Linked DNA regions of Mus musculus: regions 1, 2, 3, 4, 5 and 7 are each linked to region 6. Evidence: chromatin contacts called from public promoter capture Hi-C data. All regions are on one chromosome and are shown on one strand. Each heading gives the region's core, a stretch centred on a gene start, on an enhancer-like site or on the middle of the called end of the contact. The rest is flanking DNA. Distances are from core to core; before and after follow the strand shown.

Region 1 (3,511 bases), core at 286-2,785, 710 kb before region 6:
CTTAGTTTCCTCATATTAAAAAAGAACCATCAAGGGGGGGGGGAGGGGCTGGAGAGATGGCTCAGTGGCTAAGAGCACTGACTGCTCTTCCATAGGTCCTAAGTTCAATTCCCAGCAACCATCTGTAATGGTCATCCAATGCCATTTTCTGCTGTGTCTGAAGACAGCGACAGTATAACCACATATATGAAATAAATAAATCGTTTAGAAAAATAATCATTACTGTAACTTCATCCTCTGAGACTGACATGTGACAGTGTATGAAATACTTACAAGACGCCATGAGTGCTAAAATCTGAGACCCTTCTGTTCAGTAAAGGCCAGGAAGGTCTTTCCGTTCATATCCTCCATCCCTCTCCCACGCCCTAAAAGGGGATAGGAGATACTTAATTTTGATACTGTCTGAGATAATTTTGAGGCAGGGTCTCTATTTAGTTCTGGACCTCAACAGTAAACCAGGCTGTTCTTGAACTCACAATGATCCTCCTACCTTTGCCTCCCGAGAGCCAGGGCTAGGATTAATGGCATGAGCCACAGGAGCACCACACCTGGCCTTTGAGATAACTTGTTTTATTGTCTAACTAGCCAAATCTGCCTGCTAGGTCTGACATGTAAGCCTTGGGACAGGGATCAGCAATCATTTTCCTGACTACTGCTACCCTGCAGTAAAAGATAAACTGCAGTTCTCCAAGAGAGTTATAGAGATTACCCAAGCAACCCCGCACGCGTGGGAAAATAAATCAGTTCAAGAGCTCCCACGCTAGAGATCTCTGACAAACTGGGCAACCTTGAACAAGTAACAGCCTCTCTGGATGTTTTCCTCTTTGACTACTTCCCCCAGGTTAAGTTCAAACGAAACTGGGAAGGGCTAGGTTTCTCACACAGGCACCGGACTGGGGTTTTTACAAGAGCTGAAAATTTAGTATGAGTGAAAATTTAGTATGAGTATTAGTATTCTTGTTTCATATGAGAAAACCTAGGCTGGACGAAACCGGATTTCAAGCTTCACTCAAGGGAGAGCCGAGCTCCCAAATGCCGCGAAATTACACTGTAAAGTTACATGGCACTGTATGGAGATTAGGGGTAAAGCTTGGGGCGGCCTCAGGAGACCAGGAGGGGTGGGCGAGTCCAAGAGGGGGCGCGGCCACCACGATCCGGCTGGGTTTCGGGGGAAGCCTTGGCCCGCCCGGCTGCCCTCCGCGTCCCTCCCGCAGGCAGCGGCTTGGGATTCTAACAGCTCCGGGAGAGGGAGCTGGCGGGGCGGAGGCGGAGCGGCGGCAGGAAGCAGCGAGGCGGCGCCGTGAGCTGCCTGGGCGGAGAGCCTCTTAAATCCGCCAGGCTGCTGCACCAAATCCCGGGAGCCCGCCCCGAACGCACTTGGGACGCGGTGGGTGGAGGCGCGTCCCGGCCTGCGGGAGGAACAGGGCAGAGGCCGGCCTCCCGCACGTCCCCAGCGGCCGCGGCCCGTGGGCGTGGCCTCTTGTGCCACGCCCCTGACACGCCCCCGGGTCCCTCTCCGGGCGGGGGTCCCCTCCCTCTTCAGCCCTGGACCCAGCGTGGCGCGCTCCCCCCTGGGTGCCATGGCCTCGCGGCTCCTACACCGGCTGCGACACGCCCTGGCCAGCGATGGCCCCGGGGAGGCGGCGGCGGGCCCAGAGGCCGAGCAGTTCCCTGAGAGCTCAGAGCTGGAGGACGATGACGCCGAGGGCCTGTCCTCCCGCCTCAGTGGCACCCTCAGCTTCACTAGTGCGGAGGATGACCCTGACGACGAAGACGAGGACGACGAGGCGGGCCTCGACTCGCCGCCCTCAGGAGACGGGGCATCGGGAGAAGACGCAGGCGAGTGCGGGAGGACAGACAGGAACCCCGGGGCTCGGTTAGGCCTCCCCGCTGGACGCGGTCCGAGGGCATCCTGAGTTTTCTCTCTGAAACTATTGACACTATAAGCTCTTCCAGACACGGTTTGGCTGTGTGACCTTGACTCACAACACTATGGGAATCACACCATCTCGGGTTTTTTGTAGATATTAAATGCACAGGACCAGGGAAACAAACGTGTGTGCTAGCTGCTTCGGGTGGAGGTTTAGCATCCACTGTAAGCCAGGCGCTGGGGTGAAGCACATCTCGCTTCTGTGAATGAGGTCATGGCATTTTGTTTACGTTAACTCTGGAGCTAGCCACCCCCATAATGACGGGTCATGTGCTTGTGCAGAACGAAGTCCCCCACCTGATGGACAACGGAGCAGTCAACTCCTGGCCCGCCAGCTGCAGGATTTCTGGAAAAAGTCTCGGAACACCCTAGTTCCACAGAGGCTGCTCTTTGAGGTGACCAGCGCCAATGTTGTCAAAGACCCTCCCTCCAAGTACGTGGTGAGTGAGGTTCCAGGAACCCTTGAGCAGCGAGTCTAGATGTCTAGCTGAGAGAAAGGAAATAGCACAGATTTTGGGGCGGGGGTCGTGGCCATGCAGTTATAAAAGGATGTCCTTATTTTACACCTGGGGGAACTGAGACCAGATGAGAAGATGGGTGTCAACTGAACACGTCCTCAGGCAAATGACTTAGTTTCTCTAAAACTGAGAATGTGGCCTTAGGAGTTGCCTCCTGTCCTAGTCTTGAGGTTACGAGAACTGATGTGTGTTTCTTTCTGTACCCTGTGGGTTTCTGTCAACCGCAGCAGGACACAGTATTGAGACCCAGTGGCATGGGTCAGGATTAAGGAAATGGGCTTTGGATCCAGACCAGTCTTGATTCACATCCCCTGTGTTTACCAGTGGCTTCCCCTTGGGTGGGTTCTGTGGCCTCAGTGGCCCCCAGTTTCCTCTTTTGAGCAATAGGCAATACATGGGATTATAATAGGAGGTAAATGAGGCCAGGCGCAGGGAAACCTTAGCATTGTCTGGCACTGTGATAGATTAAAACTGTAGCTGTATAGTGTCAAATTCCCCAATCTGAAATGCTTGAAAATCTGAAGCATTTGAGTGTCCACGTGAGGCCGCAAGTGGAAAATTCCACACCTAACTTCACTTGATATGTGTGCAAAATGTAGGCCCATTTAAAAAATATTGCACAGGGACTTGAAAGGCTGAAGCAATAAGACTGCCCCCAAGTTCAAGGCTAACTACGGCTACATATTTAGATCCTGTCTCAAAAAAAAAAAAAAAAAAAAAAAAAAAGCCAAACAACAAATTGGAATGTATCTCATTGATATAGCAGCTGCTTATAGTGCTGCAGACCTCTGAGCTTTATCCCAAACCCCGGAAATGATAGGGAATTGCCCGGAGCTGAGTGTGCTCATGCAGTTCGGAAGTAGAGCAAATGTGTCAGTTTAAGGGCAGTCCGGATACTAAGCGAGACCAGCTTGGGCTACGGAAAACCATGCCTGTCTCAAAACAAACAAAAGCCAAACTGCCTTCAGGCTGTGTCCATAAAGTGCATCAGAAATTCGAGTTTAGAAGATGTAATGAATGCTCGGTGGACCGGAGCGCTGGCTCGGTTCTGCATAAATGGGTG
Region 2 (3,512 bases), core at 221-2,720, 930 kb before region 6:
ATGGCTCTTCAAAAAGGAGAGGAGTTTCACCCAAGGTCCTTCAAATGGGAAGTGGAGGAGGTGGAACCTGGTCCCTGTCACTCCAGGACCAGCACCGGACAGCCCCCTTTTGATTACGGTAACCGGATATGGTGGTTGACATCATGTGAGGCCAGGAGCACACGATAGTAGACTCCACAAGGAGTCTACTATCAAGCAACAAAGGAAGGTTAGAAAGGGTGAGGAATTTATTATGGAAGCCTATACAAATCCAAACAGGGAGGTTCTTAGAGAAAAGTCTATTCCTGCACATGCCCAGTGTGGTGGTTTGAATATGCTTGTCCCAGGGAGTGGTACTATTTGGAGGGGTAGCCTTGTTGGAGGAAGTGTATCACTGTGGGGGTGGCCTTTCTCCCTAGCTTTCTGGAAGTTAGTCTTCTCTTAGCAGCCTTCAGATGAAGATGTAGAACTCTCAGTTCCTCCTGCACCATGCCTACCTGGATGCTGCCATGCTCCCACCCTGATGATAATGGATTGAACCTCTGAACCTGTAAGCCAGCCCCAATTAAATGTTGTCCTTATGAGAGTTGCCTTAGTCATGGTGTCTGTTCACAGCAGTAAAATGCTAAGACACCCGGTTTGCGCTGCTAAGTTTTACCTGATAATAAAGGGAAGGATATCCTGAAGTGCCAGCGTTGCATAGTCACCACCATAACACTCTCTCTGTTATGTGTCATTTGGTAGGCATCTGGAGGAAACAGAGCCTGGAGGAAGAAATGGAGATCCAAAAACTTTAGCCTGGAACTTCGGTTGGGGACAAGCCTCTGAAGTGGTCCAGCCTGTGCATCACTCTCTAGTCATAGTAGTGAAACACTCTATCCTGCCCCAATGGACTGGGGTAAGAAAAGGCAAAAGAAATGCCCGAGAGAGCTGGAAATTGCACGGGTGTTGCTCCTTCCTGGATGTGTTCCTTGTCAGCTGGCTTCCTTTGTTAATAAGTCTTATTTCTGTAGCCTCCACTACACCAGCCTCTACTAATCCTTGAACAGGGCTCTGCATGCTGTGGTTCATCTGGCCCCAATCTCAGCCATTTAATCCCCAGCATCTTTTGCCTCCTTTTGGCTCCATCACTGCAGCCTTGCCGTTTTCTCCTTAATCTTGGACTCCTGGGGAGTCAACAGACTCTTTAAAACTGATCCCAGGGAGCTTTCAGCTCTCACTGCCCTGCCTTGCCCTCAGGCCTTAGAAAGGTAGGAAGAGAGGGAGGGGTGGACAAGTGTCCGGCTGCAGCCGGCTTGGAAGCTGTCTCGGTTCCTGGTTCCCACCAGAGCCAAGAATGACACCTGATCCAGGGGGATTGTGAAATGGCGTGAGGTGGCAGGGCGCCCGCGCTGCCCGCTGTGCTTCCTACCCGCCTCCTGTACCCCTCACTCGGCCCCGCCCCCCTCCCCGCGCGAGTGCTTAAATCCCCCCCATCCTGGCTGCAGGTCACACCTGCACCATGCCTGCCTGTCGCCTCTGCTTGCTGGCCGCTGGCCTCCTACTAGGGTTGCTACTGTTCACCCCCATCTCAGCCACAGGTGAGTGCAGCCCAGAGTGCCGGAGTCTCAGAAGCCGGGGTTCTGGGACTAAGGTGAGAGGCCAGTGAATATTTAATTTTTGCAACTCTGGGGCCTACAGCTAGTTATCCTTGAAGCTTAGGGTCCGGGGAATGTACTGGGAAGGGGGGAGGGGGAATCAATGAAGGCTTAAAGTTGGAAGGGCGGGGGCTCTCTCAGCTCTGAAAGCAGAGACCTGATGAAGAGGAGCGGGAAACTCCCGGGATGGCGGAAGCTTCCAAGCAGAGGCTCAAGTCCCAGAGGACTGGGGACTTTGAAGCCAAGCATTGGGGAGTTCTCTAGTGTCAGAGACCCCTGGCTCGGGGGTGAGGCTCTCTGGGATGATATTATGGGGGCCCCTGGGCCAAAGAATCCGAAATCCTTGGGGTTGAAATTTGGGGATCTCGGAGCAGGGAGAGGATATGCGGGTGGGACTGGGCTCGGTTCTCCCTGACAAGTCTCTGCTCCCACCCACCCATCCCAAGGCACCGATGCAGAGAAACCCGGCGAGTGCCCCCAGCTTGAACCAATTACGGACTGTGTGTTGGAGTGCACTTTGGACAAGGACTGTGCGGACAACCGCAAGTGCTGCCAGGCGGGCTGCAGCTCTGTCTGCTCCAAGCCTAATGGTAGCCCCGGGGTGACCTGGCGGGGACAGGGCGGGGTTGTGAGAGGTGGGAGCGGCCCGGGTTTGGGTTTGGCGAAGAAGGGCATCCCAGATCCAGGGAGCCCGAAAAGCGGTGGAAACCCGATCCACACGTGCCTCCCTTGTCTGGCCTGGGGTAAATGCGAGGGACAAAGGCGTCACAGAGGCGCGGCCCAGGGGAAGGAGCCCCCCTCCCCCCCATTCCTGGCTGGATTCGATTCTCTGGTGCATGAAGGGCTTCCGGGCACGCACAGCGAGACTTTGTTCCGGGACCTGAGAGCAGTGGCTTCCTAGGCTGGAGTTGGAGGGCAAACCCTGGGTGGCGTCAGTGCCGGGACCCGAGCCTTAGGGACCTGTTGCCCCTTGGGGTTCTTCCCGCAGGGCCCTCAACGGTCTGGCCTAGCAAGACTCAAGATTTGTACCTGAGGGAGGGAGAAATCTTTTGCCACATCCTAAGGTTGTGGAAGTGAGCCGCCAAAATAAATGTTCTCGCACAAAGTTACACCGCCATCCTGTGGCTGGCAGAGGTTCCGTTTCTTTCTTTGACACTGGATTTTCCTCTTGTATCTTTATTTCCACAACCTTTAGGACCGAGCGAAGGAGAGCTCTCAGGGACAGATACTAAACTCTCAGAGACTGGGACTACTACTCAATCAGCGGGCCTTGACCACACTACTAAACCACCGGGAGGTCAAGTCTCCACGAAGCCACCAGCTGTGACCAGGGAAGGCTTAGGTGTCCGAGGTGTGGAATCTAAGCATCTTATTTCCAAGAGGGAAAAGCTGAGGCTAGGAGGTGGGGTGGGGGAACAGAAACCAAAGTTTGTAATTTCTGGTCTTTTGGGGGGGCTACAGCCCCTGCCCCTCTTTTGCCTTTATTATTTTTCTCAAAGATGCCAGGAATGACTGGAAGCAATTTATACTTAGGAGTCCTAAGGTGCTATGAACAGGAAGGTGGAAGGGGGAAATGAGACTTGCCCACGGAGGGCAGATTTTGGCTGTGGATGTGCTATGGACGGACCTGGACAAAGAGGGACCAGGAAAGATGGAGTTGAGCCAACTGGCACATCCAGCTGTCAGGTGGATAAAGATATTGCTTCCTTGTGTCAGATGGACAGGGCAGATGGTCTCCTGAGCCCGGGAGGAGCCTGGAGGCTTGAATCATAGCCATTTCCTAAGTGCGTGAGCCTGAATAATCTGCTCTTTGAAACTCTGCCTGCTCATCTGCAAAGTGGGCACGTTAATACCCACCTGTAGGTGTGGGGGCTAAATGCAATGGTACTCAAGATG
Region 3 (3,196 bases), core at 95-2,594, 690 kb before region 6:
TTGCTGCTGGCACTCCTTAACCATGACAAGGCAGCTCTTCCAGGAACTAGTTTCAGAGCTAAAAGGACTTCAAGACTTCCCATATAACTCCCTTAAAAAAAAAAAAAAAAAAAAAAAAAAAAAAACAGTCTGAGGTTGTGAAACTGAATGCAGATTAATCTAGCCGAAATCAGAGGCGCTGCCGGCTACCTGCAGATTAATCTAGGTGAAAGGGCTTGCCCAGTGCTGGAGCCTGAACCCTGAGTCCTAGCACTCAACCCTGAGATTGTCAGTTTTTTCTTTACAGAACAATTTGAAAAGCGCTCCTGGCCCAAGACAGTAATTACCTAGCTGGAAGAACGATAGCTTCTGATAAAGTCGTAAGGGCTGCATGGGTCAGAACTGTCACTGAACAGGCATGGTGGTACACACCTTTGAGCCCAGGATTTGGGAGGCAGAGATACACTGGCCTCTGTGAGCTCAAGGCCAGCCAGGTCTACACAGAGTTCCAGGTTAGCCAGGGAGGGCTATACAGAAAGCCTGTCTCAAAACAAAACAAGACAACCAGCTAGACCTGGTGGTGAACTCCTGCCAGCGCTTAAGAGACAAATGAAGGTGGATCCCTGTGGGTTCCAAGCCAACTTGCTGTGTATATATATATACTCTCTCTCTCATTCTCTCCCTCTCCATTCATATATATATAGTGAATTCCAGGTCATCCAGGACTATATTTAGTGACATCTTGTCTCTAAACAAAACAAAAAAATTGTTACAAACCCACTTCAGTGAAAGATAAGTAATGACTTACCAGACATTAAGGGATGGCTTGAACAAACGAACACACACGCACACTCAGTCTACCAGATTAAGCTGCCTTGTGGGGTAGCGGAGTCTCTGTCCCCTCTCTCCCTCTCTCCCTCTCTCCCTCTCTCCCTCTCTCTCTCTCTCTCTCTCTCACACACACACACACACACACACACACCTTCCCCCCCCACCCCCCAGATCGCCTCCTGAAGAGGAAGCAAGGATGGATGCCAGGGACATGCCTTCTAACTGCAGCAGAGCTTGCATCCAACTCTTAACCCCAGAACTGAGGTTCACAGGGAGATGGCAGTAATCGCGACTCTATACTGAAAGAGGGGTGCGAGCCTAGTTCAGAGGCGCTACCGGCTACCTGTAGAGATCTTCATCTAGCGGCTCGAGGTTGAGCACGCTCGTGACCAGCACACTACGGAGGTCCCCGGAAAGGTCGCCGCGGTCGGCGTCGCCATGAGCATCTCCCAGACCCTCTGGCGCTGACATTTTCACTGCTGGCTGCGGTTGAGAGAAACGCGGAAACTTATATAGGCTCCCAGCGCTTCCGGAAGGTCGCTCCAGGGGCCGGAAATCCCAAGGGCTCCGGGGAGCGAGACGCAGATTGTGATTGGTCGATGTGCTTGTCAATTTCAGAGTGGGCGCGGCTAGCTCTATCTTAAGATTGGAGGATATTTGTGTCAGTTTTGGACATCCGCGTGTGATTGGGTGAATCAGCGAGGGGGCGGAGCCTTGGAGATGAATAATAAGGGATGAGCGTCTTTCCTCTTCTGTCACTGAGCAAAGTCGCCCCTAGGTTGCTGTTACCGGTCTCCTCCTGTTCTGGGCTCCTCCCAAGCGCCCTGTAAGCCACTCACTCGGGACCGCAGCTGGGCCCGTGCCAGCCGTTACCCAGTGACCTCTGACCCCTGCCGTGGTTCTAGGTTCTAGGAGGGCCAGTCCCCGGCCATGGAGCTAGGCAGCTGCTTTAAGACCTACGAGGACTTCAAGGAGTGTTTCAGCGCCTACAAAAAGGAGACCAGGTGCTCCTTCATTGTCAGGGACTGCATCTCCGTCCGCTTCCATAACCTCAACAACGGCACCTCTTTCCGCGAGGATATCCTGTAAGGGCGGGGCAGGAGGGTGGGGAGGAGGGCTGCCTGGAGGAGGAGGGCGTGCATGGAGGAGCCACGTTCCCCGTGCCTGCGGAAAAACGAGGGAAACCTCACCGGCGTGGCCTTTGCTACCCGCCGCGCTTGCTCCCACTCCTTCATTCACGAGCTTTCCTGGGAATTCGCAGTAACTGCATCTTGTTGTTTTTCCGTTTTATTTGTTTGTTGAGAGAATCTATCTCAAGCGCAAGGCTGGTTGAGGAGTGAATTGAAACGCCTTAGTAATAATTTCCTCCATTAGCCTCCTCTTTACAAAGCAGTAATGGTGCTCATTGGTTGGTTGGTTGGTTCTTTTCGGTGATTGATTTTGTAAATGATTCTTGAGCTCCAGATACAGCCGTTTTCAAACACCTTCCTTATCCAAGGTGGTGCTCCCTGAGTGCCTTTCTTACTCTGCAGGGCTGTGTGTCAGAATTATTGGTGGTAGCTCCCTGACTCATTTGACTTTAGGGGCTAAAAGCTGATGAAAACGCCAGGGCTTTTAGGGTTCAGGTGAAACAGCCTACTATAAATTTAGCTTTTAGTTTTTCTTTGAAAGAAAGAATAAGGGTGCAGGTTTAGAAGCCCAATGCGAAAAGGTTGAGGCCGGCGGGTCATGAGTTTGAGACAAATCAGTTTGGTTTAAAAAAAAAAATACAGGGAAAGGGGGTTGGTGGTGGAAGCCTTTAATCCCAGCACTCAGGAGGCAGAGGCAGGCAGATCTCTGTGAGTTCGACGCCAGTCTGGTCTACAGAGCAGCTTCCAGGACAGTCAGGGCTACACAGAGAAAACCTGTCTTGAAAAACCAAAGTGGGGAGTTGGGGGGCGGGAGGGAGAGACAGAGAGAAATGGGAAGCAGCCCCGCCCCTTCGTAAAAAGGAAGGTTTGTGTGCCCAGTCTTTTGCTGTGAAATCTAATCATATGAATCAATTTGAAAGTCAATTCAAGTTTTAATTACAACATATAGGCCAACTGAGTGTCAAAATATACCAAAGTTTGAGTCAGGGATTGAGCTCTTTGGACAGTACTTTCCAGACTATAGAGCCTGGCTGTGTTCTGGCTCCATTCTGAAGTCCAGGGTCACTCTTGGGTACACATAAAGATGAATAAGTGTCCCTAAGGAGTTACTTGGACTTAGAAACTAATATGGATGAAAATAACAAATGGGGGGCTGGACTGATAGCTCGTGGGGAAGAGGACTGAGGCTCACGCATGGTGGATTGGCAGCACCTGTAACTCCAGATCTAGGAATCCTTTAAGGGCTCCTGCAAGCA
Region 4 (3,346 bases), core at 840-3,339, 610 kb before region 6:
TAGAATGGCTCAGTGTCAGGTAGCAAGGCTGTAAAAGCAGGGAGCGACTGTTACAGAAGTAGACTACCACCTGCAGGAGCTTCTGCTTGGTGAGGTGGTAAAGTGGCCTTAGTGCCACCATCCTCCACTTTATGTAGTTGATGCAATGACTTTCTGCAGGCAGGCTTGTCTTTCCTTCTTCAGATGGCATTTCCCTGTTACCCAGGCTCCTCCTTCAGCTTCCCTAGTCTCTGGACCTAGAGACAAGGACCACCATGTCCAGCTCTTGTGCACTGCTCTGGTTTTGCTTGAGAGTTCCACTACATTGTGTAGGCCAGGCTGACTGATGTACGACTTAGCCTCCTCCTGCTTCTGCCTTTCCAGTGCTGTTGGGGGTCTCAGGTGTGCACACTCTTGACTCCATTTGCGTTTGTTTGAAAAAGATCAGGTCTGGAACTCCCTATGGAGCTAGGAGTCCTGCGGGTAAAGGAACTATCGCACCTGGCTAGCTTAAAAACCAAACCAAGGGGCTGGTGAGATGGCTCAGTGGGTAAGAGCACCCGACTGCTCTTCCGAAGGTCAGGAGTTCAGATCCCAGCAACCACATGGTGGCTCACAACCATCCGTAACGAGATCTGGCGCCCTCTTCTGGAGTGTCTGAAGACAGCTTCAGTGTACTTACATATAATAAATAAATCTTTAAAAAAAAAAAAAAAAAAAAAACCAAACCAAAAACCAGAACTGGAACAGGGTCAGAGGTTAGGGAAACACTGAGTTACACCCCTAACCAACTCCCCTTTTAAACTTTCCTTTTTTTTTTTTTTTTTTTTTTTCTTCCCGAGACAGGGTTTCTCTGTGTAGCCCTGGCTGTCCTGGAACTCACTCTGTAGTCCAGGCTGGCCTCGAACTCAGAAATCTGCCTGCCTCTGCCTCCCAAGTTAAACTTTCCTTTTTAAAGCAAGTATCTTGTAGCCCTGCTGACCTCTCAAACTAGTGACCCTTTATCAGTCTCCCAAGATTCGAGATGCATGATGGTGTATGCTTTTAATTTCAGCACCCAGCAGGCAGACAGACTGCTGAGTTCCTGGTCTGCCAGGGTTATATAGCAGAACTATCAAAAAACCAAAAGAACAAAAAAATCCCTAAGATGGACACACCTGGGGTCGATGGTCAGGTGTCTGTGGGCAGACTAGACAAGATCCTCCTCCAACTCTTACTAGTTTATATTGTTGACCATTTTTCCTGACCTCCCAACATTCCAGCTCCAAGTTACTGGGCAGCCAGCGCCGACAGCGTCATAGACCTGAGAGGCTGACCAGCTGGGCCATCTGCTACGCTAGTCCAGCAGCAGGTGGCAAACTTGTCCTCCTTTCAAGTTACCTTAACTGGGCAACAGCTTCCTTAGGAGGCCACAAGTGGGTGGAGCTAGGAGCCTAATTCCGGAAGGGAGCCCGACGATGGCCCCTTGCAGAAGCGTCTCCCACTAAGCTGTGTGCAGCCTTCACAACTTTACAACTGCCCAAAGCCACATCTACCCTATTTGCACTCCTCCAAAAGCTACGACTATTCAAGAGCAATTTGTGAGCAGGTTGCTAACGCGCAAAGGTTCGATTTGCACGTCTTCGTCACCTGGCCTCTAGGCAGAGAGAGTTAACATTCCAGGACCCTTAGAGGGCAGAGGCCCCGAGAGGACACCAGCTGGAAGCGGCAGAGCACTGTGCAGGCCAGGACCCAACGTGCAGGGCCTACGTCACCGCTCCGCCTATGTCGGCAACTGAGCCAGAGCCCCCAGAAGACTCTAGACCAGCTTCGTGCCCCCTAAAGTGTCCTAGATCTTCAGCCCCTGCGAATGCGTTCGGCAGGGAAACTGAGGCAGGGGTGTGCGATAGATTCCTTCCTTCCCACCTACGTTTCAAGAATAGCAACGCTGTTTTTCCCCATCCTCAGGACCACAAGGGACCACCCAGATCAACCGGAAAATGGGGAGTTGGGGGCGGGGGGTGGGGGCGAAAGCCATCAAGGTCTGGGGAGCCAGTCAACGTTGCCACACTCAAGATGGCGGCGCGGCCGTGGCGAGGTCCTTCAGAGGCGGTACCGACGCATGCGCAGCGCGGAGTCCCGGCCCGGGACACAAGATGGCGGCAGCGGCGCTGGGGAGGGCGAGGCGGAGGCGGCAAAACGGGCGGTCGAGCAGAACGTGTGGCCGCATCCCCTCGAGTCCGCTTCGGGCAGGTAAGAGCCCCAGGAAGCCACGGTCCCGCTGCGTGCCGCGCCTGGGTCCGGGAGTCCGAAGCAGGACGGCGGAGGCCCCTCCGGCGCTTCCCGCTCGGGGCTGCCGCTCGCCCGGTCTCTTTCGTCGCCGCCATCTTAGAGCCGCGGGTGGGCAGCAGGACTGCCGGCTGGGGTGAGTGCAGTGGGCCCGGAGAGCCCGGGCGGAGCGGCCTCTAGGGTCCCTTCGCTGCTGCCGCTGCCGCCGTCGCCACCGCCTTTGTGTCGGGCTCCGACTCAGAGTCGCCTCAGCCCGGGGGCGGGAGCGCGCGGCAGGGCGGGGGGCGGAGCCCGGGCGAAGGGCCGGCGCGCGCGCGCCAGACTTCCCGCCCCCGCTGGGCTTGCGGGAGGGGCAGGCGGGAGCGCGCTGGGAGCGGGGTGGGGGAGGGTTCCCGTCTGTGCGCCTGCGTGGCTCCGCCCACCAGAGCCGGGGCGTTATGATTGGTACTCTGGTATGTGATCCCGCCCATGTTCCTCCAATCCCGGAATCGGATGCATTTTCTAGTCCGAGTTCCGCTGCTTGCGCAGATACAGTTGTTTGTCTCTAGACTACGCTGCGCTTCTCCGACTTTGGTATGCGTGGGGGTCCGGAAGGCACAGGCTAAGTGAAAACAGTCACTTAATGGGAGCAGCAGCGAGAGTCCACAGAACGCTAGACTACGGTGCAGGGGTCAGATGGTTCTGACGTAGGTGTCAGGACGGCAGCACGGCCTTGAACTTGGGTCTGGCCAACTTCAGAGCTGGCGTTTTGGCCAGAGACCTGCTGCACCTATCTACGCGAGTTTATCTTATTTTTAAAAGACAGGGTCTCTGTGTAGCCCTGGCTATCCTGTAACTCACTATGTGGAACAGGCTGCCCTCGAATTCACAGAAACCCTGTGTCTTTAGTGCTGGGATTAAAGTCGTCTGTCACTACACCTGGCTCTAATGTGTGTGTATGTGGTACTGGGGATATAACCCTAGGTTTCACATATGCCGGGCAGTCAGTGTACTAAGTAGCTTTATTACCAGCACTTAACAAGTTCCAAGTTAACATTTTCAAGCTGTGTAAAGTGCAAAAGTGTGTCATCTTGTCTCCCAGTCCCATCTGGGGTGCGTT
Region 5 (3,572 bases), core at 505-3,004, 750 kb before region 6:
GTTAAGGGCAGAGTACAGGTAAAAACGTAACAACAAAAGACTATCTTCATATATCCAAAGCCAGGCATGGTAGTGTCTGCTTGCCATTCCAGTCTTGGGAAGGCAGAGAGAGACAGGTAGATTACACTGTCAGCTTGGGCCTAAATTGAAGCTCAGCCTAGAGCTACAGAGGAGGGTCTTGCCTAAGGGAAAACAAAAACAAAAAAGCCACCATTGTTTAAAGCAAGGAAGTGCCTTGTTAAAAGGTGGATGTTGGGGCTAGAAAGATGGCCCAGCAGTCATGGAGCATGTGTTGCTCTTGTAGAGGACCAGGGTTCAGTTCCCAGCACCCACAGGGAAATTTACAATTATCCATAACTTTATTTCCAAAGGATCCAATACCCTATTCTGACCTCTGCGGATACCAGGTACATAAATGATGTACATACATACATGCATACCAGCAAAACACTCATACACATAAGTAAACCTAAAAAAATAAAAGTGGACGTTGGAACATGGAACAAAACTGGCATTGTTGATTATCTAATATGTGTTTTATATGCAGTATTTTAATACATACAATAATATTTCAGAGGAAAAAGTCCTTAAGTGACGGTTGCTGGAAATTACTATTATATTAGAATAATTTAAGGAGTTACTTATACCAAAGTTTTAAGTGCTTTGCATAAAATAATCCAGCCCTAGTATCAACCATATGACGACTCTGGGGTCAATTTCCAACACGACATAAACCAAACGTGGACTGTGGCATGCCTGTGAACCGGCATTGTGGAGGTGGAGGCAGATCCTTAGTTACATGGTCCAGGCTGGAATACTTGAAACTGTGGACGAATGACCGTGCAATTAGTATGCAGGAGAATAGCGGTAAGCGATCCAGTCCCACAGCCAATGTTCTTAGCCTTTGGCTTTGAGACAGCTCTACACCACAGCTACTTCCTTCCTCGGTGTTGGGGTTATGTTATCACACCAGGCCCTATCCAACGTTAACGATCATATCACATCAGGTTGGAATCTAGATCTTTCCTAACACAAAATTCATATACGTTACACTACCTGCTTCTTGTGACCCGAGAAGAGTTATTTTATCACCCGTAACTGAATCCGAATTCTTTCACAGACAGCTTACCTCTCTGAGGTAGTGCTAAGAGGAGCTCTGGAGAACGCCACAGTTGTTAAACCTTTCATCCCCTACCTATCCCAGAATCAACCATCTAGGGGAGAGAAGGCCAGCTCTCTGCAACAGGACTAGTTCACAAGCCAAAACCCAACTTTCATTCTGATGCCTTTCGACACAAGCGGCAGCCCGCAAAGGCTAGTAGTATGGTGTTTAGGTGTTTGGGTATTTAGGGTGGCACCAACAACCCCTTCTTTTGTTGGCTTTCCCGGTTCCTGAGTCAGACTACTCCAATTCGGGGGAGGCTGTGCTAAGATTTCAGATGTTCCTGCGGTTTTCAAAGATTGAACTTCGGGCTGCCCTCATCCGAAGCCCCGTGCTCCCCCGCTGAAGTGTATGCTCTGCTGCCCTCACACCGCCCTCGTCCCTTGACTGAATGGCCCCCGAACACCCACACTCGGTCCCCAGCCGTTGTCTCCCAGGGGTCTGGAAGCCTCAACGTCGTCCCCGACACCAAAGACGAGGTGGCTCCTAGGCGGCAGTTCGGTTCCCATAGCAACCCCACGGCGCACGCGCGTCGCGCTTCCGGCCGGGTGGCTCGGGCGCTCCCGTGACGTCACGGCGCCGCTTTCCGGTGGCTGAGTCGAGCTGAGGTTGTTGTGGGCCGGGGGGCGCCATGGGGGCGACTGGCGACACCGAGCAGCCGCGGGGCCCCGGCGGGGCGGAGCGAGGTGGCCTGGAGCTGGGCGACGCGGGCGCGGCGGGCCAGCCGGTTCTCACGGTGAGGGCGCCCGGGCGAGGCCGGGGCTCGGGCCGGGCAGGGCCTCGGGCTCCCGGGCCCCGGGCCCGCGGGCGAAAGAACGCGGCGGCCGTGCGGCCCTGGGAATGTCGTTTTCTCAGTGCCGCTACAAGCTGGATTCAGATTGTAGCTAGGTGACGTGGGCCTGATGTGACACCCTCTGAGCGCCAGGTTTCTCTTCTGTGAAATGAACAGCAATAACCCGAGCTTGCTGGAGTTGTGGTGGGATGGGCTGATAAAGGCGGGTAGAACGCCCTGACTCGTCACCCGCCTCATAGTAGACCCTAGGTAAACACTGCTGCCCTTCCTCTTGCTCTTCCAGAAAAAGCGAGCTTTGGACATTGGTGACAGAAAACATTTTCCCAGTTCCTCCACCCTGACAGGGTCTTCCAGCCACTGAATTAATTCCCCTTCACCCCAAGGTGGGAGAAGTGAGAAGCAGGAACGTCTAGGTTTAGCGCCATACTCACTTTCTCCTCATCCTCACTATGAGAAGCCTCGGTGACATTTGCCCACTTGGTCCCCAACAGAACCCTTGGAACATAATGATAAAACATCGGCAGGTGCAGCGAAGGGGCCGCCGATCTCAGATGACCACAAGGTAAGGCTCGACCTGGGTGAGACCTGAGATCCAGTTGTGTGGACTGCAGTGAGTGCTTTGGGAACCCCACTGTAGGAGTCTGAGATCAACAGCCCGTAAAGAGCACAGGAGTGGGGAGGCTGTAACTTCCTGTCACCTTGTCAGGTCCACATCCTAACCAAGCAGGGAAGGAATGAACGTCTAGTCTGTCTCCGTGATTGAAGTCTGTAAGTCAGAGGATGTGAATTCAAGATTACAGACATCTGTTCTAATGCAGACTGAGATGTTTGTTAACACAAGCCTTTAGCTTTTCTTAGACTCTGTTTTCTCAGCTTTGACATGGGGCATCCAGCCTGGGGAAGGGATGGGCCTTGGGAATTCTTCTTGTATTTTTGACCTGGGATAGTGATAATCATTTATTAATTACAATACTTGGCAGAGGCAGGCAGACCTCTGTGAGTTTAAGGCCAGCCTGATCTATGTAGTGAGTTCCAAGACAACCAGACTACATAGTGAGACTCTGTCTCTAAAAAAGGAAAAGAAAAAATATGTGTGTATTATATTTCATAAAATACTTGGAAAATAATTCCTATTTCACAGAGTTATAATGAAATAAATTTTAGAATCCCATGTTGCTAACTAGCTGAGTAGTCTGGGAAGGTCTGTTTGGAACACTCCCCTGACTCTGTCTCCCCAACAACCCCAGTTTCACAGACCCAGCCATCTCTATGGATCTCCTCCGTGCTGTCCTGCAGCCTAGCATCAATGAGGAGATCCAGGGTGTCTTCAACAAGTACATGAAGGTGAGGACCTGGTGACTAAAGCCAACTGTACTACTAAACAAGACTGTACAGCCAGGTGCTGCAGCGTACGTGCCCGACCACTCAGGAGGCTGAGGCAGCTGACAGCCAGCCTGGACAGCACAGTAAGACCCCTTAGACAAGAAAAAACAGAATGGAGGCTGGAAAATACAGCCTCAGTGGTTAGGGGTGCTTGCTGCTCCTGCACAGGACTCAATTGTAGTTCCTAGCACTCACATCAGGCCACTCCCAGCCTCCTGTAACTCAGGTGCAGGC
Region 6 (3,456 bases), core at 857-3,356:
CGTGAGCCAGTTCACCACAGCTCCACTACCCGACCATGGACCGCTTTCGCCCTCTCAGGCGCACCTCATCTAACTTCTTCAGCACTGGACTGGACTTCTGGGTCGAGGCCCCGTAACTCTTCAGAAAGGCTTCAAACACGGTCTCGGTGTGGGGGTGCGTGCTGAGGAAGGCCTTCTCCAGGACATAGAGGTCGACGCCTTTATCTTCCGGCAGTCCTGAGACAAAGCTCAGCCCAAAGTCGATGAGCACGATGTGCAGCTGCGCCAGGGGCCGCCTCAGGAGCATGTTGGAGGTGGTGAGGTCCCCGTGAATGAGGTCTTGGTCGTGCATTCCGGCCAGAACCTGCCCCATCCTCCTGGCCAGGTCCAAGAGGCACTGGGGGTCCTTTTCAGTCTCCATAGTGGATTGGATATAATCCCGAACAGTCACCGAGTCTTCGATTTCTTCCATATATAAGCAGTTAGACGCATAGTCCACAAAGAAGACGACTGGGGCAGCTATCCCTGCAATGGACACACGTGGTTAGGGAACGCATCTTCATGAAGGCCAGCTTCATGCACAGGCAGACAGCTTTGGAACAGGGTTTAGACTACTGTGGAAAATGATACAATTTATCCAGAGCTTGCCCTGTTAAAGCCCTGCAGGACTACGGCCTGAGACCAGGCCAGGGTAAGTCTGGAAGTATCAAGGCTTGCTCCTCCTTTCTCAAGCCACCTGAGGACTGGAATTCATTGCTGCTCCCTAAAAACAAACAAAACAAGAAGCCAGAAGGAAAGCATCCTGCAGTCTGGGCAGTTTCTACCTGACAGTCACCAGGCAAGTGGCTAAGCAGGGTGTCACCTTACAGGCTCATCTGTGCTCTGGAACAGGCAGGTTCAGATCCCTTATTAGGCGTGAAACCTCAAGGTTCCCTTAGCTACTCTATGCCTCAGTCTCCACAACTGTAAAGTGGTAACAAAACCTCCAGTTAACACCAGGAGTCTCTCCTGAATGTCAACCAAGTTCAGAACAGTTTCCTAGAAACTGGGGTACCAAGGTAGCCCCCACCCATGTCTGATAAAACTTACAAAAGGTAAAGGAGAATATATGAACACTTCTTTATAACTCCATTGCCCCTCTAGGGCAGAAAAGCACAGGCCTGTTCACTTCTGCATTTCCCCTGGCTCCTGGCACCTATCAATGTCCTGGCAGTGGGCACCTAAAAACCATTAAAGAGAAAAATAGCAAAGGCTCGGTGGTTCTGGGCCACAGACAGGCTGCCTGGTAGCTGTGGAACCTCAGGCACTTCCCCTCTTTGAGTCTCATTTTCTCTGGAGTAATGTTGTTGTTGTTGTTGTTGTTTTGTGGGGGTGTGGATGTTTTTTAAAGAAAAGAATAACAATTTAATGAAATCAAACATTTACTGAACTATGTCAGCATAAGAACATGTGATGCATATGCCTTCTTTAATGACCACAATATCCCTGAGATTCCGGTGACATACAAGGTAACTGGGCTAGACGACTCGCTGAATGGCTACGAGGGAGACAATGCAGGGAGAATGTGAATCCACAGAGCCCGGCTCCTGCCACCCGCCTGTCAGGACACCTACTGCTTAAGACCACCAAATGGAGAGGGAAGGACGGTAAGCAGAAACAGAGAAATGAGAAACGGAGGGACCCGAGCGCTAAACAAGCCCCGCGAACCAAACAGAATGGCGTCCTGACTGTCGCCTTGAGTCCTTAAGCATTGCCATCTGATCCTGTCCCCTAGAAATCGGAGCCCCGTCTCTCACGTCCCACTGGTCTCCCGCAGCCCTGTCTGTCCCGTCTCCCGGAGCCCCGTCCGGCCCCCCTCACCCGCACGGCGGCAGCGGAGCAGCGCGCGCGCCTCCTGCACTGTCCGCCGCCGGCCGAGCCGCGCCTCCAGCTCCGGGTGCCGGTAGCTCTTCGGGAAGCGGTGCTTCACCACGGCCGCGCGGCCCTGGAAGCGGCCACGGAAGACGCGCGCCTCGGCGCCCTGCTGCACCAGCTCTAGGCCGCTCAGGAAGAGGCGGCTCCGCTCGCGCGCAGCGGCCAGCGCCTCGGCCTCCGCCTCCGAGGACGTGCCAGCCATGCCTCCGACTCCTTCCGACCCTGACCGCGCCGCTTCCGCTCGCTTCGGAAATCCTCCGGCCTCTTCCGCCATTAACACCGCCCCACACAACACACTTCACCCTGCTAGTTTGGTTCCGCCTCGCGACCTTTCCGCGCTCAGCGGAGCCTCTAGGACCTGTAGACTTGGCCCTTCCCTGTCTGTCTTCGTGAGCGCTCAGCAACTTTAGGCCAACAGCTTCTCACTCTTCATCACGGTGATGCTCCGGCTTTGGGACCTTTTTTTTTTTTTTTTTTTTTTTGAGACAGAGTCTCACGGTGTAGCTCAGATTAGCTTTGAACTCGTGTCCCACTTCAGTCTATGGAAACATGCTCTAAGCCGGGAAGGAGGCAGGGACTAGGCGAAGCTTTCTATCCGGAGACGCCACCTGATGCCTGGCACCAGCCTGTCAGCAGCCAGCACCATCCCTCTCAGATCCGGTATCTTCAACTACAGAATGAGGCTGCCTGGTTCTGCTAGGGTGAGGGCTTATCAGAATTAAGAGGCTGATTACGCGGTGCCGGTGGACAGGGCTCTCTTCACATGGCCTTTGACCCCCTTGTCCCTGCCCCACGCTCCTTGGGGCTCTGTTGAAAATACAGAAGAGAAGCCCTTGAGTCCCGGGTTGCTATGGCACCAGCATCTTGGCTCTGTGGTCCCTGGGTTTCGTTCATATTCATGGCAGGTCCCTTTTCATAATCAGACCCTTTGTGTGGGCAAAATGTGTTTTCCAGCAAAGCGCACCCAGAACCCGGTTCGTTTATATCCCCCAGTGCTCAAGTCTGTAGCTTCATTATCATAATTGTTTGTGTCCACCCAGCCGTCTCTATGGTAACCAAACCCATCTGAACCCTTGCCTTAGAAATCTAACTGTGCAAAGGTGCTGACCAAAGCCAGGCTTGCTAAGTCAGGCTGAGTTTAGCTCTTTAAAGCGGCTTCAAACCTTTCAGTGTCTCCCTACTGTGCTAAGAAGAAAGACCTAAACCTTAACTGGGCCCATGGACTCCTGCATCCCTTATAAACCCTCCCCTCTCCAGAATCCCCACCCATCCTCCATGATGCTCCCTCGGCACAGAGCCTTTGCACCTGCTATTTCCTCTGCAGGGAAATGTTTGTCCAGCTCCATATCACCTAGAGCTGCAGGTTATTCTCCACTGCAGGGTCACTTCCCCAGACAAGCCCTTCCTAGCCTCTATGAGGAGAGTGAGTTCAACTGTTATCAGCCCTGGTTTTCTACTTTCCAGACCTGTTTCAGATTCCCTTTGGTTTTGGCCGTTCAACTGCTTGATTGATGACCCACCCACCCCCCAACACACTTTACCCTGCTAGAGTGGTTCCCATCA
Region 7 (3,504 bases), core at 71-2,570, 810 kb before region 6:
GGCTCACCTGTCATCTCAGCATTCAGGACAGAGGTAGGAGCACCACATGCTCTGGGGCAGCCTCGGCTACATAGCAAGACCCTGACTCCAAAAAAAGAGGAGAGAGGGAGGTTTTTGAATTCAAGAAACTAATTGTGGTCCACAAGACTTCCCAGGAACAAGATAAAGAAAGGGTGCTGGTCAGCAAAGTCTACAAGGCCAGAGTAGTTTACTACACGCCTGGAAAAACAATAGTGGAAAGCTGTGGTGTGGTGGTGCATCCCCTCAGTCCTAGCACTCGGGAAGCAGAGGCAGGCAGATCTCTGTGAGTTCAAGGCTAGCCTGGTCTACAGAGTGAGTTCCAGGGCAGCTATACAGTGAGACCCTGTCTCAGACTGCAGCAAATGTGATCAATGCGACTACATGCTTGTGGAAACTGAAGAATGGTTTTACATGAGCAACCCTGGAGTGACGTTTACGACACCAAAGGGCTGAAGGAGGAATATAACACTCTCAGTTTATACGGAATAAAAAGCAATACTAATAGATCATTCGACATAAACTGATGAAAATGTGATTTTGTGTTAGGAATGAAAGCTAATTCTCTAAGCCTAACCAGGAAACTTAAGCTTCCAGCCCAAATCAGACAGCAGCCAAGAACACACACCATCATCTGGCAGTGGACTGGGGGCCTGGTCAGCACCACGGGAGTTAAGGGAATTGAGTCTGAAGAGTCGAGCCACAAGGTTAAACTATGAGAAAAATTATAGGCAATGGAGGATGTATTAATTTGTTATGGATTAAAACATAAAGACCATTTCTCCTGTTATTATCTCCAATGCTACCCAGAGAGTCACTTTAAGAATGCATGCCTCTAGGATAAATATAACAAAGATAGAGAAAACCTTTAGAGGGATATTTTTTTAATTCTTGAAAAAAAACAAAGACTGGGGATGTAGATCAGGCCTGGTATATGCAATGTGCTGATTTCCATTCCTAGCAATACGCACATGCACACACAATCGGGGATGGGGAGGGGAGACAGAGAGAGGGGAGAGGGAGAGGGAGAGAGAGGGAGAGGGAGAGAGAGGGAGAGGGAGAGGGAGAGAAGAGGAAGGAAGAGAGGGAGAGAAGAGGCGAGAGGGAGGGGAGAGAGGAGAGAGAGAAAGAGAGAAGAGGAGAAGAGAGGGAGAGGGAGGAGGGAAAGAAAGGAGAGAGGGGATTGGGGGAGAGCTCTTTAAGTTCCACATGAGAGGATGAAAGGACAGCAAATCCAGAAACAGGACCTGCCCCTGTAGGGCAGGGCTAGGAGTTGGTTGGGTTTTCAGCCAGGCTTTCCTTACAGCCATCTCCTTACAGCCATCTCTGAGCCTCTTTCCCTCTCTTCTCCCGGCAGAGTTTGGACCAACCTAACCACCCTCGGCCAGGATTCACCACACATCGAGCCAGCATCATGAGACCTGTGTCACCTTTGCAGCTCCTGCTGGTGCTCAGCCTAGCACCACAGCCAGTGCTTGGAAGTCCCAAGCAATACTTTCTGAGTAGGTGCTGGGTCTGTGCTCCAGGGGAGGGACGGGGTTAGCGCCTGTGGAGAAGGGACTATCTCGGGGGACACCGCTAGAGAATTTCACAGTGAATAGAACAGTACAACATCCAAGGATCCGAAGGGTGTGGTCAGAAAACTCTAGGTCAGAATTCTTGTTCTGTGTGCTTATATCACAGGGCTCCAAACTCTCTGAGGACAGGGGGCTTTGCTTTGTTTTCAAATGTGACGTTATAATGTAAATAACGATATTGAGACAAGAAGAAAAGAGAAACAAGCTGGTGCATTCAGGCTAGGAGCTGTCTTACTAGACCATGAGGCGCATCCCACTAAATATTAGTTACAGTCAACGTCGTAAGCCTCGTCTTCCTGGTTAAGTTTGCTGTCCCCAATTCCATCATGGAGGAAACCCTGGCCCCACTCTTCAAGCATGAAGACAGACAGGAAAATGAAATTGGTAGAAATCATGATTCAACCTGCACCAAGGTTGGCCTTGGAGGATACATGGGGAGGAAGGGAAGGGACTGCACATTTTATTTTATGCTTGGTAAAAATCTAGAGGCACTGCACAATTACCAGTGACTAGCATCCACTAGAGTCTGTCTCATTGGCTACGAATGCCCCTTAGCCCGACAGGGGCAGGAATGCCTATCCTGGGCCAATATGCAGTAGGACAAGAGCTGTTTTGTGTGCATTCTTCTATATTTGGGGCTCAGTCAGAGGATATGATTGATGGCTCATGTTCCTGTGGAGGCTCAGTTCTGTTTGCAGAGCTTCGGAAAGGAAAAGCTGGATATTGGCATCCCATTCTGAAATTCCCACCCTCCTTACCATGAAAAAAAAAAATCCACCCTGAACTGTGAATTGGAGCCCACCTTCTAGCCCAGCTCTTACAGTTTGTTGGTTCATTGTTGTGCTATACTTCTGTTTATGTTTCCTCTTTTTTAAGAATATTATTTGTTTAATATATATGAGTACACTGTAGCTGTCTTCAGACGCACCAGAAGAGGGCATCAGATCAGATCCCATTGCAGATGGTTGTGAGCCACCATATGGTTACTGGGAATTGAACTCAGGACCTCTGGAAGAACAGTCAGTGCTCTTAACCACTGAGCCATCTCTCCAGTCCATTTAGGCTTCTTAATATATATATTCCACACAAATAACTGATGTTCAGTTGACTCTAGAACAAATTTAAATTACTATAAATTAGGTGACTAATACCTTTTTTTAAACTTCACACACACACACACACACACACACACACACATTCCTACCCTTGAAACAGACCCTACCAGGGTCGATAGGGTCTCAATATCTGATCCATAAGGATTATGCATAGACGTGAGTCCAAGGTTCCACCTAATAGTCTCAGATCTGACATCCAGCCCTAGTTCACTAACCAGAACCCAGAGGAACATGGGCGCTAGGGGCGAAACCAATTCCCATCCCTGGAAAGCAGCAAGGGGAGATGAGGTTGCTGCTGCCTGTTCTTTCAACCACTCTCTTACCACTTCATTCCAGAGTACATCCTGGAACCTCCACCGTGCAGATCGGAGCCCGGAGCGTGCAACATGTTCTGTACGCAGCAGGAGGAATGCCCTGAACCGCTTCAGTGCTGTTCCGCCTACTGTGGGATAGTGTGTACCTCAAACCAAGCCCCAGTACTAGGGCTCTCCTAAGGCTCCCCTCTCCCAGCCCTGGCACCAGAGCTGCTGGCAGAGGCCAACAGCAGAGGCTGTTGCCCACGACTGTGATGAGTGTCCTTTCCTTTTTCTTTCTTCTTGCTGGTTCTGCCATATTGCCATCCTTGTCTCTCTCTTTACCAAGGATGATTTCCACAGAACTCCTAATTAAAAAAGCATCTTCAAATCTCATCATCCCTCCACCACTGAAGCTGTGAATCTCTGCCCCTGTCTCTCTGAACGTACTCATAGTTGCCTCTGACTCTATTCTGGGGCCTTCCTGGTCCCAGAAGAACC

Evidence for each region. Promoter capture Hi-C pulls out the DNA fragments that hold promoters and counts their contacts.
Region 1: a promoter capture Hi-C map of liver shows a contact between it and region 6, with 2.4 times the contacts expected there. The contact joins the promoter of Snx21 here to the promoter of Trp53rka in region 6. A contact is called at or near these places in 8 of 39 promoter capture datasets (the 3T3-L1 cell line, the C10 cell line, hippocampal neurons and 3 more) and 1 of 115 datasets of contacts at active chromatin or transcription factors (pancreatic cancer cells).
Region 2: a promoter capture Hi-C map of liver shows a contact between it and region 6, with 4 times the contacts expected there. The contact joins the promoter of Wfdc2 here to the promoter of Trp53rka in region 6. A contact is called at or near these places in 3 of 39 promoter capture datasets (the 3T3-L1 cell line and liver) and 1 of 115 datasets of contacts at active chromatin or transcription factors (pancreatic cancer cells).
Region 3: a promoter capture Hi-C map of liver shows a contact between it and region 6, with 4 times the contacts expected there. The contact joins the promoter of Acot8 here to the promoter of Trp53rka in region 6. A contact is called at or near these places in 6 of 39 promoter capture datasets (the 3T3-L1 cell line, 3T3-L1-derived adipocytes, hippocampal neurons and 2 more).
Region 4: a contact with region 6 is called in a promoter capture Hi-C map of the 3T3-L1 cell line, with 2.2 times the contacts expected there. The contact joins the promoter of Pcif1 here to the promoter of Trp53rka in region 6. A contact is called at or near these places in 4 of 39 promoter capture datasets (the 3T3-L1 cell line, hippocampal neurons and liver) and 1 of 115 datasets of contacts at active chromatin or transcription factors (pancreatic cancer cells).
Region 5: a contact with region 6 is called in a promoter capture Hi-C map of liver, with 3 times the contacts expected there. The contact joins the promoter of Dnttip1 here to the promoter of Trp53rka in region 6. A contact is called at or near these places in 3 of 39 promoter capture datasets (liver and pre-B cells), 1 of 484 Hi-C or Micro-C datasets (myocytes), 1 of 115 datasets of contacts at active chromatin or transcription factors (pancreatic cancer cells) and 1 of 9 other capture datasets (liver).
Region 7: a contact with region 6 is called in a promoter capture Hi-C map of liver, with 3 times the contacts expected there. The contact joins the promoter of Wfdc13 here to the promoter of Trp53rka in region 6. A contact is called at or near these places in 4 of 39 promoter capture datasets (liver, pre-B cells and stem cell-derived epiblast-like cells).

Annotation. Positions count from the first base shown.
Region 1 is chr2:164,784,486-164,787,996 of GRCm38.p6, forward strand. It overlaps Snx21 (sorting nexin family member 21), which reads left to right and starts at 1,536. Exons shown (of 3, transcript NM_133924.3): 1 at 1,536-1,839; 2 at 2,213-2,370. The coding sequence starts at 1,581.
Region 2 is chr2:164,561,246-164,564,757 of GRCm38.p6, forward strand. It overlaps Wfdc2 (WAP four-disulfide core domain 2), which reads left to right and starts at 1,471. Exons shown (of 5, transcript NM_026323.2): 1 at 1,471-1,559; 2 at 2,063-2,206; 3 at 2,812-2,967. The coding sequence starts at 1,481.
Region 3 is chr2:164,803,537-164,806,732 of GRCm38.p6, forward strand. Acot8 (acyl-CoA thioesterase 8) reads right to left here and starts at 1,345. Exons shown (of 6, transcript NM_133240.2): 1 at 1,154-1,345. The coding sequence starts at 1,281. It overlaps Zswim3 (zinc finger SWIM-type containing 3), which reads left to right and starts at 1,578. Exons shown (of 2, transcript NM_178375.2): 1 at 1,578-1,895. The coding sequence starts at 1,741.
Region 4 is chr2:164,877,279-164,880,624 of GRCm38.p6, forward strand. Pcif1 (PDX1 C-terminal inhibiting factor 1) reads left to right here and starts at 2,090. Exons shown (of 17, transcript NM_146129.3): 1 at 2,090-2,211. 4930445K14Rik (a long non-coding RNA gene) reads right to left here. Exons shown (of 2, transcript XR_003953757.1): 2 at 1-2,763.
Region 5 is chr2:164,744,261-164,747,832 of GRCm38.p6, forward strand. Dnttip1 (deoxynucleotidyltransferase, terminal, interacting protein 1) reads left to right here and starts at 1,755. Exons shown (of 13, transcript NM_133763.1): 1 at 1,755-1,898; 2 at 2,447-2,517; 3 at 3,203-3,299. The coding sequence starts at 1,794. It also overlaps a transcript of Wfdc3 not described here.
Region 6 is chr2:165,491,208-165,494,663 of GRCm38.p6, forward strand. It overlaps Trp53rka (transformation related protein 53 regulating kinase A), which reads right to left and starts at 2,107. Exons shown (of 2, transcript NM_001007581.1): 1 at 1,840-2,107; 2 at 1-504. The coding sequence starts at 2,095. The coding sequence ends at 26.
Region 7 is chr2:164,683,787-164,687,290 of GRCm38.p6, forward strand. Wfdc13 (WAP four-disulfide core domain 13) reads left to right here and starts at 1,321. Exons shown (of 2, transcript NM_001012704.1): 1 at 1,321-1,520; 2 at 3,047-3,504. The coding sequence starts at 1,433. The coding sequence ends at 3,204.